2 separate regions of the Sus scrofa genome follow, and region 1 is linked to region 2. A link is a contact called in public promoter capture Hi-C data. All regions are on one chromosome and are shown on one strand. Each heading gives the region's core, a stretch centred on a gene start, on an enhancer-like site or on the middle of the called end of the contact. The rest is flanking DNA. Distances are from core to core; before and after follow the strand shown.

The links. Promoter capture Hi-C pulls out the DNA fragments that hold promoters and counts their contacts.
Region 1: a contact with region 2 is called in a promoter capture Hi-C map of liver, with 2.9 times the contacts expected there. The contact joins the promoter of TAF1 here to the promoter of SNX12 in region 2. A contact is called at or near these places in 1 of 5 promoter capture datasets (liver) and 1 of 47 Hi-C or Micro-C datasets (embryonic fibroblasts).

The regions. Positions count from the first base shown.
Region 1 is chrX:57,380,783-57,384,471 of Sscrofa11.1, forward strand. TAF1 (transcription initiation factor TFIID subunit 1) reads left to right here and starts at 1,429. Exons shown (of 38, transcript XM_021079953.1): 1 at 1,429-1,976; 2 at 3,270-3,384; 3 at 3,523-3,639. The coding sequence starts at 1,572. It overlaps LOC110257711 (a long non-coding RNA gene), which reads right to left and starts at 1,452. Exons shown (of 2, transcript XR_002340621.1): 1 at 1,365-1,452.
Region 2 is chrX:57,106,269-57,110,347 of Sscrofa11.1, forward strand. SNX12 (sorting nexin-12) reads right to left here and starts at 2,368. Exons shown (of 4, transcript XM_001928070.5): 1 at 2,080-2,368. The coding sequence starts at 2,244.

The DNA of each region.
Region 1 (3,689 bases), core at 179-2,678, 270 kb after region 2:
TTTTTCTTTTTAGGGCCACACCTGTGGCACATGGAAATCCCCAGGCTAGGGGTCCAACTGGAGTTGTAGCTGCCAGCCTACACCACAGCCACAGCCATGCAGGATTCAAGCCAAGTCAGTGACCTATGCCAAAGCTCATGGCAACACTGGGTCCTTAACCCACTGAGCGAGGCCAGGGGTCGAACTTGCATCCTCATGGATACTAGTAGGGTTCATAACCTGCTGAGCCACAATGGGGAACTCTAGGTGGTGTTAGCTTTGAATTGAAGGTGTTAGTATAAACTCATTCTTTTATTTTATTTTTTTTTTAGTTCTCTCCAATGAAAGGGCCTACAAGCAACGATGCCCCAGTTTCTAAGCACTATTCCCCACTAAAAAGAACCAGGGCCACTTGGAGAAATGGCTTATATCAGGTCTGCGACAGGGAATGCACAGAGTAAGTCTTGAACACCTTGTGCCAAAAAGCAAGGACGTGCTCAATAATAATAAGAGTAAGTCTTGAACACCTTGTGCCAAAAAGCAAGGACGTGCTCATATCAAAAGGACACAGGAGCCAGAGTGAAGTGGTTCCCAGTGGACAGTCAGAGCATCAAAGATAATAATGGTGCTAGACTGTAACACATTAAAATAAAAATGCAAGAAAAGAGGTAAGAAAAGGGAAAGTTCTCCTTTACTAAGTCCAGTTAATAAATGTAGAAGGAATTAATAATTAGCAAAATCACCCTTTTGCACTCTTCCAATAACTGATTCAGGCAAGGATCACCAACAGATGCTAAAACCTTTAGGTGTAAGGGCGATGGGGAATAGAATATATACACGATTTCAAAGTATCACCCCCTAGATTATGTACTAATTATAAGAGGAAAAATGTGCTATTGCGACAGAGAAATCTGGTGGACACCCTTTTTTGAAGTGATCAAATTCAGCATCAGCAACATTGGGACAACCTGACATTGTGCTTTCTGATGGCTGCCGGTAAGATATTTAACTTGAATCGCTTTAAAGAAAAAATTAGATGAATTCTTCCCAAAATGTAGTAGTATCATGCAACACAGAGAAAGAGGCTGAACCCTGAATGGATCCCGGACTGAAATGTAAAATGCTCCAATTAAGACAACTGAATAAATTTAAACATGGACTGTATGTTAAACGATATTGAATTAATGTTAAGTTCTTAAGATGTGCTAATAGTATTGTGGCTATGTAGAAAAAAGTATTTTTGGGGTGAAGACTTTCAAAAGGTTCGGGGAAACAAAAACTGGCAGTGTTTAAACTGAATCTAGGTGAAGGGTCGGCTATTTTATTCACCTTTTACTTTAACACCCCGAAAAAAAGGGGGTGTGTGTCAATTCAAAACAACCAACCTGCAAAGGTACCTTTGGCACAGTGACGAAGCGGTAAAGCAACTGATAGCAGAGATGAAAAGGACCCAACCCTTACTTCCATTTCCTGTGCCGTAGTGACGTGTAGTTACCGGGACGCAGACCATGTGACCCAGGTGACTCCTTCTGATTGGAGAAATAGCCGTCGCTCCCTCAGTGCGCAGACACGGAGCCTACGCAGAAAAGTGGATGGGGGCGGGACCAAGTATTTTCTTTGACCAACCGCTTTCCACGAATCCAGCGCGGATAGTCCAATCCAAAGCCGCTAGTAAAGTAGTGACACCAATTCTCCTTTCTCGTAGGACGGGCGGTCTTTCCGGTTCTTTTTTTCCTTTATGCCGCTTCCGGTGGGGGCTGGTAAGGTGTAGGAACTCTGCGAGTCACTTCTGGGCGACTCATTTTTATTTCCGGTCTATGGGACGAAGCTGCGATTTGCCGTTGCCTGTAGCAGCTGCCGGCACCGACGCCGCCATCATGTCGGACACAGACAGCGATGAAGATTCCGCTGGAGGCGGCCCATTTTCTTTAACCGGTTTCCTTTTCGGCAACATCAATGGAGCCGGGCAGCTGGAGGGGGAAAGCGTGTTGGACGATGTGAGGGGGTGGGAGAGGGAATAGGGCTGGAGGGTGGATCGGCTAGGGAATACGTGAAGTGAGGGGAGTTGAGGGTGCTTAGGACAGGAGACTAGAGGGCGCGCTCAACGTGCGAGAAAACCAGAGAAGCGGCTGCGCTGCTAGTGGGTTGTGTTGTAACCCAGAACTAGGGGGCTCGGTTCTGGACGAGGGTTGGGGCCAGAGAGGAGAACGATAGGCAAGACCTGGTACGTCAGCGACGCTGATATGGGTGACTTCCAAGCTAATTCTTCTTGACCAGGGAATAGGAAAAATAGCAGCTTAACCTAGTGATTGCTTTCAAACCATTGCCGTAAGAGCCTTGGCTATTTCTTGAAACTGTCTGCCTTTGTGACCTCACTGACTAGACGTGGCTCTAGAGCAAGAGGACTGATCTGCAACAAATCATGTGGTTCAGGCCCCAGTTCTTAACCATCCAGGGCAGACCCCTTCTGGTTCCAGGGCACTTCTTACATGGTTTTCCCACTGTTCGTTGAGGGTCCTGAAGTAGTTTCCTGTGGCCAGCGGACACTCACCTGTACTCATTTAAGTTCATTATTTCAAGGAGAAAATATTGACCAACAATATTCCTCCTTCCCTGCAATACAAATAAAAGATAGCAATAAAGTTCCTGCCTTTGCTTTCTCTTCGAAATGACCTCAGTTTCCTTAGCCTTTATTCAGAGAACTGCTGTTACATTCATTCAGTCTTGGTAGTGGTTCCTTGAATAATCTTTTTCTTTTCTTTTTTCTTTTTTTGTCTTTTGTTGTTGTTGTTTTGTTGTTGTTGTTGTTGCTATCTCTTGGGCCGCTTCCGCGGCATATGGAGGTTCCCAGGCTAGGGGTTGAATCGGAGCTGTAGCCACCGGCCTACACCAGAGCCACAGCAACGCGGGATCCGAGCCGCGTCTGCGACCTACACCACAACTCACAGCAACGCCGGATCTTTAACCCACTGAGCAAGGGCAGGGACCGAACCCGCGACCTCATGGTTCCTAGTCGGATTCGTTAACCACTGCGCCACGACGGGAACTCCGAATAATCTTTTTCTTACATTACTTTAAATGGTGGTGAAATTGGACATGATAATAAAGATCTGATCAATGTTGAGTTCAGTGGAAGATGTACTTTACAGTTCTCAAATGTGGTGCTCCCTTAGCACATCACTGAGTCATTTTATATATGGATTTATCACTTGTGGAGCTGAGAAATAAGCCTTATGGTGTGGGAAACATTTAGTTAATTGTCTTTGATTCTAGCGCTGTCCCTTTTTCAGGAGTGTAAGAAGCACTTGGCAGGCTTGGGGGCTTTGGGTCTGGGCAGCCTGATCACTGAACTCACAGCAAATGAAGAATTGACTGGGACTGATGGTGCCCTGGTAAATGATGAAGGTGAAGTCTGGGTTGTGTGGAGTAAGATGGGGGAGGAGGCTAGCCACTTACTGTTACGTGTACTTTTCAGCGGGAATTATCTAAGTGAGTGAGAGTTATTTGCTTTTTGTTTAGATCTTCCTCCTCCTTACTTTATAGGATGGATCAGGAGTACAGAAGATGCTGTGGACTATTCAGACATCAATGAGGTAGCAGAAGATGAAAGCCGAAGATATCAACAGACAATGGGGAGCTTGCAGCCCCTGTGCCACTCAGGTGATTCTTTGATGTCATCAGTAAGAATGTTACAGTACATTTTCTTGCTG
Region 2 (4,079 bases), core at 1,118-3,617:
GAAAGGACTGATGAAAAGCTTAGTGGGTAGAAAAAAATTTGTACACTAAAGTTTTGCAACTAAGCATTGCCAAAGAGACTAAAGTGTAGTGGAAAGAGTATGATGGGCTTTGGATCAGATCAACCTGCATTCAAATCCCAGCCCTGCCACTTATTAGTTATGTGTACTTGGGCAAGTTAAACTGCATTCTTCCTGAGCTTCCTATCTGTAAAAAGGGTGTTTTTGTAAGAATTTGAAAACTAAAACTTGGAGTTTCCATCGTGCCTCAGTGGAAACAAATCTAACTAGCATCCATGAGGACACAGATTCCCCGGCCTTGCTAAATGAGTTAAGGATCCAGCGTTGCTGTGAGCTGTGGTGTAGGTCACAGACGCGGTTTGGATCTGGCGTGGCTATGGCTGTGGCACAGGCCAGCAGCAACAGCTCCGATTAGACCCCAAGCCTGGGAACCTCCATATGCCTCGGGTGCAGCCCTAAAAAGATAGAAAAAAAAAAAAAAAAACTAAAACGTAATTCAGTGCCTGGCTCACAGTAGGCACCAGATGAACAGTCCCTGCAGTTATTACTAGTCTGAAGAAGAGAACAATTCCGTTCATAATCCCTATGGTTCTTGGGTTATACATCAAGACAATGTCTTCAAAACCCTACAGCAGAGTTCTTAAAATGAACAAGTTACGCCCAGGCTTCCTCAGGTAATTAGGTTCTCTACCACTAACAATTCCCAGCTTTTATCATATTTTGAGGGATCTACCTCCCATTCTTCCCCAGAGAGATGATTTCGAACAGTCCTGATATAGAGAAGTTTTTCTCATTTTTTGCTATCAGCGTTTCTTCAGTTTGGACTTCTCCAAACTTGAATTTGGAGATGATCATTTCTCAATTTGATTTCAAAAACCCAGATGGGAGAGCACACTCTCTCATTCAATTCATTCAATCAAAAATGAAAGCACATACACTCTTTTAGGTCTTCAAATGCTGTTTGAGCAGCATGCTGTCCATAGAGAATATTCTGGCCCTCTAGTCTGAGAAGAAAACATAAGGAAAATTAGAAAACGGCTCTCAAACTTTTTGCCTGTAACCACTTCAATGGGGCCAAAGAACCTGCAAACCATGTACTCTGCACATTCCACCCTAGCGTTGTGGACTAAGAACTAGAGAATAAAGTCCTCTGTAGTGCACACTGGAAGAAGCCATTCCTGGGGCAGTCTTGAAATGTCAGATGTTAAAGTTAAATACAGACCAGGGATTAATATAATGAATCCAAAAGGTTAACCTAGAGCAGAAAGGGCAAACGGCCATTTATATACAGAAAACCCAAATGAGAGCCAGTAAATATTGAAATAAACATTCTGGATACTTCAAATCTAAAGGGTCAGCACAGGATGAGGGCAGCAACTAACAAGCCACCAATCTGAGTGCAAGGTCAGGTTTTCCAGTGAGCATGTAGTACCTGAGAAAACTTAAGCATAAAACACTTCTCTCCTTCAGATGTTAATTCTACGCAAGTCTGGGAAGCACTCAGTCCAAGGGGACTCTCCTAGAAGAGTCTCTCCACCAAGCCCACTGTCTTCCTTTCCTGGTGTCTCTCTTCCCTTTAATCCAGGCTCTGCTTAACGCCATCATCCAGGGAGACCTCATTAGGAGGAAGCCAGGCCTTCCGGTTCCCCCTCTTCAGGTTGACTTCCCACAACCTAGTTTAGTAATGGGACCCCCGCCTTGGCTTGCCATCACCAGCTCTTTTCCACTCTTCCTTAACCCCTTGTGTTGCTACAGTTCTGATCCCTATTTCCTTGAATATATCACTCTAATCCTCTCCATCCTCCCTACCGCCTTCAGTCATGCTTCATTTCTTGCTCATGGCTACTTGCTTTCCCTCAAGCCAGTCTGATGTCCCCCTCAGGAGTTTTCTGTATCCTCGGGCCACAACCGAATGTGCAGACCTCTCTGCAAACCTGTAACACCCCAACCCCCAAATGACCCCTCAAGTGCCTTCTCCACCATTAGCCGTCCCTATGGCAGCCTCCTCCCCGCCCAGCCGCCCGGTCCTCCCTCAGCTGTCTCCCTCACCCCGTGACTCACCCGCATGCGAACCTCATAGGTGGTGAAGCGCGCCCGGCCCACGCCCACCGTCTGTGGATTAAAGATGTCGATCTCCAGGAAGTTACTTGGCGGCCCGTAAGCGTCGGTCAGGTCCTGCGGCTTCGAGTTAAGGCGCCGAGTGTCAGCTACTGCCGTGTCCGACATCTTTCCGAAGGAGAAACCGGGACCGGGGAAGGGGGGGTGGGGGACAGAAGCCGGAGGCAGGAGCGCGCACGGCCCCTCCCGCTTGCAAAATAACCAGCCAACCTACTGACGGCGGCACCGCGTACGCGCGCCCACGCACGCACGCACGCACGCGCACGCTGCCGCTGCCCGGGGCCGGGCACTCTGAATAGCGGCCATGAGGTCGTTTGGAAGTGCTGTCGGAGGAGGCCTCATTCAGACTTCCGGGCGGTGTTACTGGCCGCCCCGGAACCTGCATTTCCAATACGCACACCCCTAGTGTCCTGGGAAGCACTATAGGCGAGATCCGCCAATCGCTGCTCCTCAGCCCAAGAAATTGTCTTACACCATGCGTCAATCTGCAGTGGGCACTGCCCCGCAAGCTTGGATTCTGCAGTGATAGGCCGAAGCCCCGTGACCTGAATAAGTACCGGTTTTGCACGAAAGTAGAAGGGTGGTCTCCGGAGGGTGGGGTTCCGACAATAGTATTAAGAACCTAGAACGCAGCCCAGCCACTTGTGCTACTGATAGTTTCAATTCATTTCACACGCAATTGAGCCCTATTTATGGTGCCAAAAAAGCAGTGAGCATGAGGTCAAAAAAGACGATTTCTCATTCTCACTTCTTAGGAAAATTTGGGCATATCTTTATCCTCCACTTGTTGCCACATAAAAGCTAATTTCAAGTGTTCTCAGCAAACCAAGGGCATTTCTTTCAATACCTTCTATTTCTATTCTGCAAAACTCCACACTTGGCACTCTGAGGTTGCTTGCTTGCAGCCCGTAATGGAGATAGAATATGTGTCTTCATGAGAATATCTATAGAAATACTAGTATTTATATGACAAATTTACACATAGCCCATTTAAAGGGAGTAGCGCCCATATCAATAGTGCTAATTTTAGGTCATCCTTTCTCCTCTTTGCACCAGCACTCTTCTGCTCAAAAAAAAAAAAAAAAAATTCCCATGTCATTTATGCCTGAAATTCTTTCAACGGAGTACAAGGTCCTATAATTTCACAATTAAGTTATTTAATTCAATTTAACTGATATCTCCTAAGCAACTACTCATGTGTCAGGCACCGTGCTAAATACTAAAGACCTAGAGTTCAGTAAGAGTCCCTGCCCTCAAGGAGTTAACATTCTAGAAAGGGAGATAAGTGAATAAAACTATGATAATGTGACAAATACAAAATAAATGAATGTTCAAAGCAGTGCAGAGGACATGAATACTTGGAGGAGTTAGGGAAGGCTTCCTGGAGGAGGAACTATGTGAGTTTGACACACATGAAAAGATGTAAAAGACAACCAGGAGTAGAAATGGGGAAAGGTAATTTCTTGCAGAAGGAATAGCATATGCAAAGGCATCCAGCTAAGAAACAGCATGATATTTTAGGAAATTGTCATCAATTCAGGTTGTGTAATGGAAGTACTTAGAGAGGTAGGCTGGCTGGGGATGGGCAGAAGAGGATCCTTCTATTTAAAGCAAAGGATCTTTGACTTTATGATGAAGGCAATAGGGAGCCACAGAAAGATCTTCAACAGAAAAAAGACATGATCAGATTTGTGTTTTAGAAGGATTCTTTTGCAGGCAAGATGGAAAATGTAGTTGAGTTAAATGTGACCAATTATGAACGTACATATGGTAGCACATGGATCAGGTGGTGGGAATGGAGAAAAGGGAAAAGGCTGAGATCAAGGAAATAAAATAGGAGTTGTATTTGATTAGATATAGTGGTAATATAGTATAGAGCTTAAATATGTGGGCTATGGACTTAGGCTGCCTGAGTTTAAATCCTTGCTTAATAGCTGTATATC